Linked DNA regions of Mus musculus: region 2 is linked to region 1. The links are chromatin contacts, called in public HiChIP or PLAC-seq maps. All regions are on one chromosome and are shown on one strand. The core of a region is the stretch at or near the end of the contact, and the rest is flanking DNA. Distances in the headings are between cores, read along the strand shown.

Evidence for each region. HiChIP or PLAC-seq counts read pairs in DNA pulled down with a chosen protein or histone mark.
Region 2: an H3K27ac HiChIP or PLAC-seq map of embryonic stem cells shows a contact between it and region 1, with 7 read pairs. The contact joins the promoter of Plppr2 here to the enhancer-like site in region 1. A contact is called at or near these places in 11 of 39 promoter capture datasets (the 3T3-L1 cell line, cranial neural crest, embryonic stem cells and 7 more), 11 of 484 Hi-C or Micro-C datasets (the Ba/F3 cell line, the G1E-ER4 cell line, the HL-1 cell line and 6 more), 4 of 115 datasets of contacts at active chromatin or transcription factors (bone marrow-derived dendritic cells, bone marrow-derived macrophages, embryonic stem cells and 1 more) and 3 of 9 other capture datasets (adipose tissue, liver and pancreatic islet).

What each region holds. Positions count from the first base shown.
Region 1 is chr9:21,900,072-21,903,238 of GRCm38.p6, forward strand. No RefSeq gene overlaps it. Among named protein-coding and RNA genes, the nearest start is that of Rab3d, 17 kb to the right of the region's middle. Within about 2 kb of position 1,605, at least 92 of the 459 cell types and tissues checked have an H3K27ac peak or open chromatin away from gene starts, as enhancers often do. A contact at or near this core is called in the Ba/F3 cell line, the G1E-ER4 cell line, adipose tissue and 3 more, where this site is marked.
Region 2 is chr9:21,935,564-21,938,730 of GRCm38.p6, forward strand. Plppr2 (phospholipid phosphatase related 2) reads left to right here and starts at 1,447. Exons shown (of 10, transcript NM_001290299.1): 1 at 1,447-1,595; 2 at 2,832-3,001. It overlaps Ccdc159 (coiled-coil domain containing 159), which reads left to right. Exons shown (of 13, transcript NM_025977.3): 12 at 1-65; 13 at 233-309. The coding sequence ends at 237.

The DNA of each region.
Region 1 (3,167 bases), core at 355-2,854:
AGAGAGATGTGTTTGACACACAAGGACCTCAAGATGATGCCAGCCTAGCTCCAGATTCAGTCAGACTCCCTTCTAGTAACTAAGGCAGAGAATGGTAGAGCAAGACACTCCCCTGCCTCTGCTCACAGGCATACAGGGTGTGCACACACCATACACACAAGCAAACAGCCATGAAAACTGCTTTTTAATAAATCTGGCTTTGTTTTTTTTTTTAACATTACCTAGACTTGTAAGACAATGAATTATGGGGTGTGCTGCTCATATGGATCGAGTACTAAATATTAGAATATCCTCCAACTTTTTTGTTTCGAGACAGGACCTCACTGTGTAGGCAGGCTGCCTCAGAACTAGCAATGTAGACCAGGCTGGCCTCGAACTAACAGAGCTCTACCTACTTCTGCCTCTTGAGTGCTGAGAATAAAGGCTGTCACCACTACGCCCAGCTCTAACTTTTAAACAAAATCACAGGCTTTCCTTCTGAAAATCAATTTCTCATCTAAGCCCACTGTGGTGGCAGGTCCTGTAATCCCAGCACAAGGACACACAGGCACATGTTGGTGGCAGGTAGGTCTCTGAGTTCAAGGCCAACTTGGTCTACATAGTGAGTTTTAGAACAGCCAGGACTACATAGAGACCCTGTCTTAAAAAGTAAAACCACCCAACAACAGTATCAACAAAATTCAAGTTCCGAGGCTGTAACGTGCTTGCACTACAAGCATGGAGATCTGATTTGGGATACCTAGAACCCATAAGATAGACGTACCATCAACATGTTGTCTCAGACCTCCACATCTGAGTTGTGGCTTACCCGCATCCCCCAACCCCTAGTGAATAAATGAAATAATTTAAAAGTTAAATGTGTAAACTAAACAAAGACTCCAAGCATCAGTGTCTGACCTCCGTATTTACATGTACAAACATGCATTCCCGATGCTTGCACACACACCACACACACACAACAGAGGGCCAGCAAGATGGTTTAGCTAGCAATGGTGCTTGTTGCCAAGCCAAATGGCCTGAATTCGAGTCCCTGAATCCACATGGTAGAAAGAACTGAATGTCAAAGTTGTTCTCTGACCTCTGTCTACACTCATACCAGGAGACGTGCAAATTCACATGCTCACATACAGGAAAGAAATATTTTTAAAAGAAAATGTGATCAAAACCCAAATATGGTGGAATACACCAGTAATCCTAGGATTTGGGAGGGGAGGCAGGAAAATCACGAGTTTGACAGCTTGGGTTACAAGACTCTATCTAAAAACAAAATCAGTCTGGCCTAGTGGCCTATTTGGGAGGCGGAAGACAAGCAGATCTCTTGAGTTCTAAGGACCTCCTGGACTACATAGTAAATTTCAGAACAGCCTGGACACACAATGAGACCCTGCCTAAAATAATAAAATAACAGATTTAACACAGGAAAACACATCGTTCCCCAGCTGTAACCGCAGAGCTGAAGACTAGGGTTGAGAACAGTGGTTCCAAGATTTTCCTCTCGGTACATGCTTCTCCCATTCATGCTTCCATTTTGTAACCATTACCGGAAGTTAGCGAACACTGCCTTCTATTGGTACAGCTTTATAGGAAGTCATTGTATGGGATTCTGGGAAATGTAGTCCTTGAGCGGGGGCAAAGCGCCAGGCAAGAGTTATTGATTCAGATGGAGGCTTAGTCTAAGTATTAGCCAAAAGTTTCAGCGTACAGAGCTGCCTCTTCTCTGCCTCTTTCCTTCCCAGCTTCAGAGCAATGACCACGGATGAGGGCCACATCACTAGTTTCCGGGGGTCCGACGCCCTCTTTTGACCCTGGCTGCACTCATGGTGCACATATATACAATCAGACAAAACACTCATACACATAAAAACAAATCTGTAAAATAACTTTAAAAATATTTGTGTGGGGAGGCGGGCACTGTGAGAACAACATGCGGGAATCCCACCTTGTGGGTCTCAGGGATTGAACTCAGGTCATCAGGTTTGGCAGCAAAGCGCCTTTATCCACAGAGCCACCTTGGTAGCTCCATCCAGCTTGGTTTTGCTTTGGATATCCCTCCCCGCAGCTGCCGGGAATTCTTGCCACCTTTACTGCTGTTCATCAAGCCGGGCTGACAAAATCTGGCAAAAGGCAGGCCACAGTCCACCTGGCTGCTGGGGACTGAGTCTCCTCTTTTATTTCTCTGGGGCACTCACTGCTCTTTGGGGAGGAATTGATAATAAAATACTAGCAAAACGCTATCTGTCCCTTTGTCTTTCTTGGTTTTGGTTTTGCATTCCTGGCGATGATATGAACTTGAAACAGCTAAGTGTAACAGTGTGTGTGTGAGTCTAGGTTTTGTAATAATGAAATACCTGAGGGTGGGTGCTTTTAAAAGATTGATCTAATTCAGGCAGGGAGTCATGGTGCTTCCTTGTGCCTAACTCCTGGTGTGTCAGAATGCCCCTCTATGGTTAAACATCTTTAAAGTTACATTGAGGTCACTCCTCCTGTGGCAAAACAAAGGCACCAGGCACTCTCCCTTTCTCCCTCTGTACTCACCAACAAAGGCTTTCTGTCTTCAAAAGGCCTGGCGTCTTTACAGCATCACTTGCAGTCTGTCAAGGTAGGTTTGGTTTGTTGGTTGGTTGTTTTGTTTCGTTTTGTTTTGTTTTTATTACTGTTGTTTGATTTTGGTTGTTGTTGTTGTTTTGCCTGTTTGTTTGTTTGTTTGGTTTGAGACAGGCTACTGTGTAGCCCAGGCTGTCCTCAAACTCACAGACATCCACCTGACTCTGTCTCCCAGGTTCAACACCAGGCCGGGCACTCACTTGGTTCTGACATCCTCTCACTTTTATGGGGAATATATTCTACAGAAGGAAATACCAAAAAGGAGATCCAATCCAACTGATTTCAGAGTGAAATCAAGTTGTCACCTTGTCCCAGGACTACGTCACTCACCTCACAATTGTTTGTAAAAACATAATCTTCTTTATTTATTTGTGGTGTGTAGAGTGTGATAGAGTACCTTGATTGTAAAAACAGAATCCCCACGAGGTTACAGCTGGCCTTGCTCAACCATTACCAGTCAGCTCAGAGAGAAATGTCTTCTGAGACAGCCTGTCTCACCTCGAGCAAATAATCTGAGGAAGGAGAGACCACAGGCCAGCACACCCACCTCTTAATGAGCTCCC
Region 2 (3,167 bases), core at 197-2,696, 35 kb after region 1:
CCCCTCCTGGGACTCCGATTCAGACTGGGAGAGACCTTTCAGCAAGAGTGGATCCTACCCTCCCGGTACAGACCCTACTCAGCCCCTCTCCATCCCTTACCATCTGGCCCACTTGTGATTCCCACAGTGTAGGCCTCGAGGCTGGCACTCTATCTGGGCATTTGGTCCCTGGTTGGCAACCCTGAGTTCTCCTGGTTCAAACCAGACCACGACCTACCTTCTCTCCCTGTAGCTTGAGCAGCTGGGACTGCTTGCCCTGAAGATCCCTCCAGAGAGAAAATAAACTAGCTGAGACCTTTCTCCACCCTGGACTTTTGCACCTGCTGGTTCAAGAGTCTGGGGTCCTCCCCATGCCAGATAACTCTGTTATCTCAAAGGATGCAGAGACTGGCATGACAGTGAGACAAGACTTAGGGTGTAATTAGTTGGGCGTGTGATCCAAGGAGGTAGGTGGAAGTAAGCATATCACTTTAAAGTTAATACAGCAAGTATGAAACCAGCCTGAGCCACAGGCGACCTTGTCTCAAAAACAAAGAAATGAGCCAAACAAATGGCTCACTGGGCAAAGGCACTGGCCACCAAATCTGAAGACCTGAGTTTGATCCCAGGGACACTCATAAAGGTAGAGAACTGACTCATGCAAGTTGTCCTCCAATCTATAAATGCACACGGGCACACACCTTGATAAATAAATGTAATTAAAAAAATTTTTTTTAAAGACAGGGTTTCTCTAGCCCTGGCTGTCCTGGAACTCTCTCTGTAGACCAGACTGGCACGGAATTTATAGAGATTCATCTGCCTCTGCCCCCGGAGTGCTGGGATTAAAGGCATGTGGCCACTACTGCCCAGCAAATAAATGCAATTTTAAAAATTTAGAAAACACAAAATCAGGACACCGCTTGCCTAGCATGCAGGAAACTTTGCGTTCCAATCCTATCACACAAACCAGATGTGATGGAATAGGTCTGAAGTTCCAGCACTCAAGGAGATGGAGGCAGGAAAATCCAATGTTCAAGGCTAGTCTTGGCTACAAAGAAAACTGGAGACCAGCTTGAGCTGCCTGAGACCCTTTCTCAAACACAAAAATGGATCTGGGATGCCATGCGGAGAGGCGTACCAGAGAGTGTTCTTTGAAGAGGCCGAGCTCCTCTCTTCGCCTTTTCTACCTAGCTAGTCCTTACTCTATCTCCACTCTTTTTCCCTTCTAATCTCTGCTTCACGTCCTGCACCGCCTCTTTGATTCATGCAAATGAGCGTTTATAGCCCCGCCCCGACATGATCACAACTCCCCGCCCATCTGTGTTATGCAAATTAAGGGCCCAATGGCCCCGCCTGCCTGGCTAACAAGAGGCTTGGGCCCACTCCACACTGGGTTATGCAAATGTGATCGTGCTCCCGCCCCACTGGGTTATGCAAATAAGGCATCCTGTGGCCCCGCCCCCACCTCGATCACGGAGTCTGCGCGGAGCGGCAAGTCCGGCGGTCCAGACTTCATCTCGGTGTCCGCCTGCCTGACCAGCGATCTATCTGACTGTTCTACGGCGCCGGGACCGTGTAGAGGGAGCGAGGGTTCAGGCGGCGGCGGCCTAGACAGGGTGAGGGAGAAGCGTGGGCGCCCCCTCTTTTTAGCCCGGGGAGCTGCCCAGCCTGGACACGCAGGTCCAGACCATGGACATGGGTCCTTCTGATCCTTTCCCTGTGGGTCCATTGCGGCGAGGGGGGGCGAGGGCGATAGGGGGAGGGGAGGCGGCGATCTAGGGCTTTAGATGGGGTTGGGGGAGGGGAGTCTGGAGAAGGGGACCCCCCCCACCCGGGGGGAGACCTCAAGAGCCAGGCCACAGTGCTGCGAGGGTGGCTGTGGGTGAATGATGGTGTAGTTGCCCCTTGTTGGTGTGTGGTTGTGTAACTGGTTGTGTGGCTGTCTGGCTGTGATGGGTTCGGGTGTGTCCACTGATTGTGTGTGTGTGTGTGTGTGTGTGTGTGTGTGTGTGTGTGTGAGAGAGAGAGAGAGAGAGAGAGAGAGAGAGAGAGAGGAGAGAGAGAATATACACTGGTGTGTGTGTGTTGGTGTGGTGTCTAGTTGTGTGATCTGTCATTTTGTAGTTACTGTTGTATTCCTTCTGATGTTGTGTGTCTGTTTTGCAATCCGGCAGGTGTCTGCTCTTACCTGCCTTTTGTGTGTGCTGCAAGTCCCTGTCGCATATATCCCATATATCCCTACCTGACCATGTGGCTGAGACTGTGGGTGGCACACTGTCTCTGCTATGACTGTGGAGAGGGTGTTCATGTGTGTGATTGTCATTGAGCGCCTTGTAACTGGGGGTGTGACTCTGTGACCCATTCTGTGACTCTTATTGTGTGGAGTGACTCTGCTGTGATTCTAAGTGGTTAGCAACCTTGAGTCTATCTATGGTGGTGACTGTATCAGGACAGGGATTTGTGGGGGGCTGGGCTGTCTTTCTGTGTGTCTCTCTGACTGTGTCTTTGAGGGGGTATGTTCCATCCGTGTGGGTGTCTATGACAGGCCATATGCAAACTGTGTGTGTGTGTGTGTGTGTGTGTGTGTGTGTGTGTGTGTGTGTGTTTAGGGGTGCTGGGGATTTGTGTGAATGAGCAAATCTGGTTTGCTCAGCATGAGACAGGCACCCCACACAGTGTGCTTGGCTCTTGCTGTGGAATGGGTGGATGTCATGTTCTGAGATGTCCCTGTGTGTAGTGTTTGGGATGGAGGCCACGCCTGGGTTATATCTTATGTGGGAGTGCCCATATGGGTGACTCTGCACACCTGGAATCTGGTGACCCTCTCTCCAATATGTCATTCTGTGGAGTAGGCCTCAATGGAGCCCTGGATGCACAGTACCCACCTTCATCTGCCTGGGCCTCAGTTTCCACATCCGTGCAATGGAGATGAATGTTCTTGCCTTGCTGGCCTCACGGAGTGGCTGTGAGTTGGTGGCAGTGGAGGTGGATGCCTGGAAGAAGCCCTAGGGCTCTTTCACAGGTGAGACCAGGTGTCAGTAGGTATAAGCTGGCTTGACTGTATTGGCTACTGATGCCTTGGGAATTGAAGTTAGATGTAGGGGGGTTGGTAAGAGGAGACTGGAGAGGCAGCTGGCCTGGGAGGATGGGGGGTGTTCGAGGCAGCTGGGAGAGAGGGAGTGTCTGGC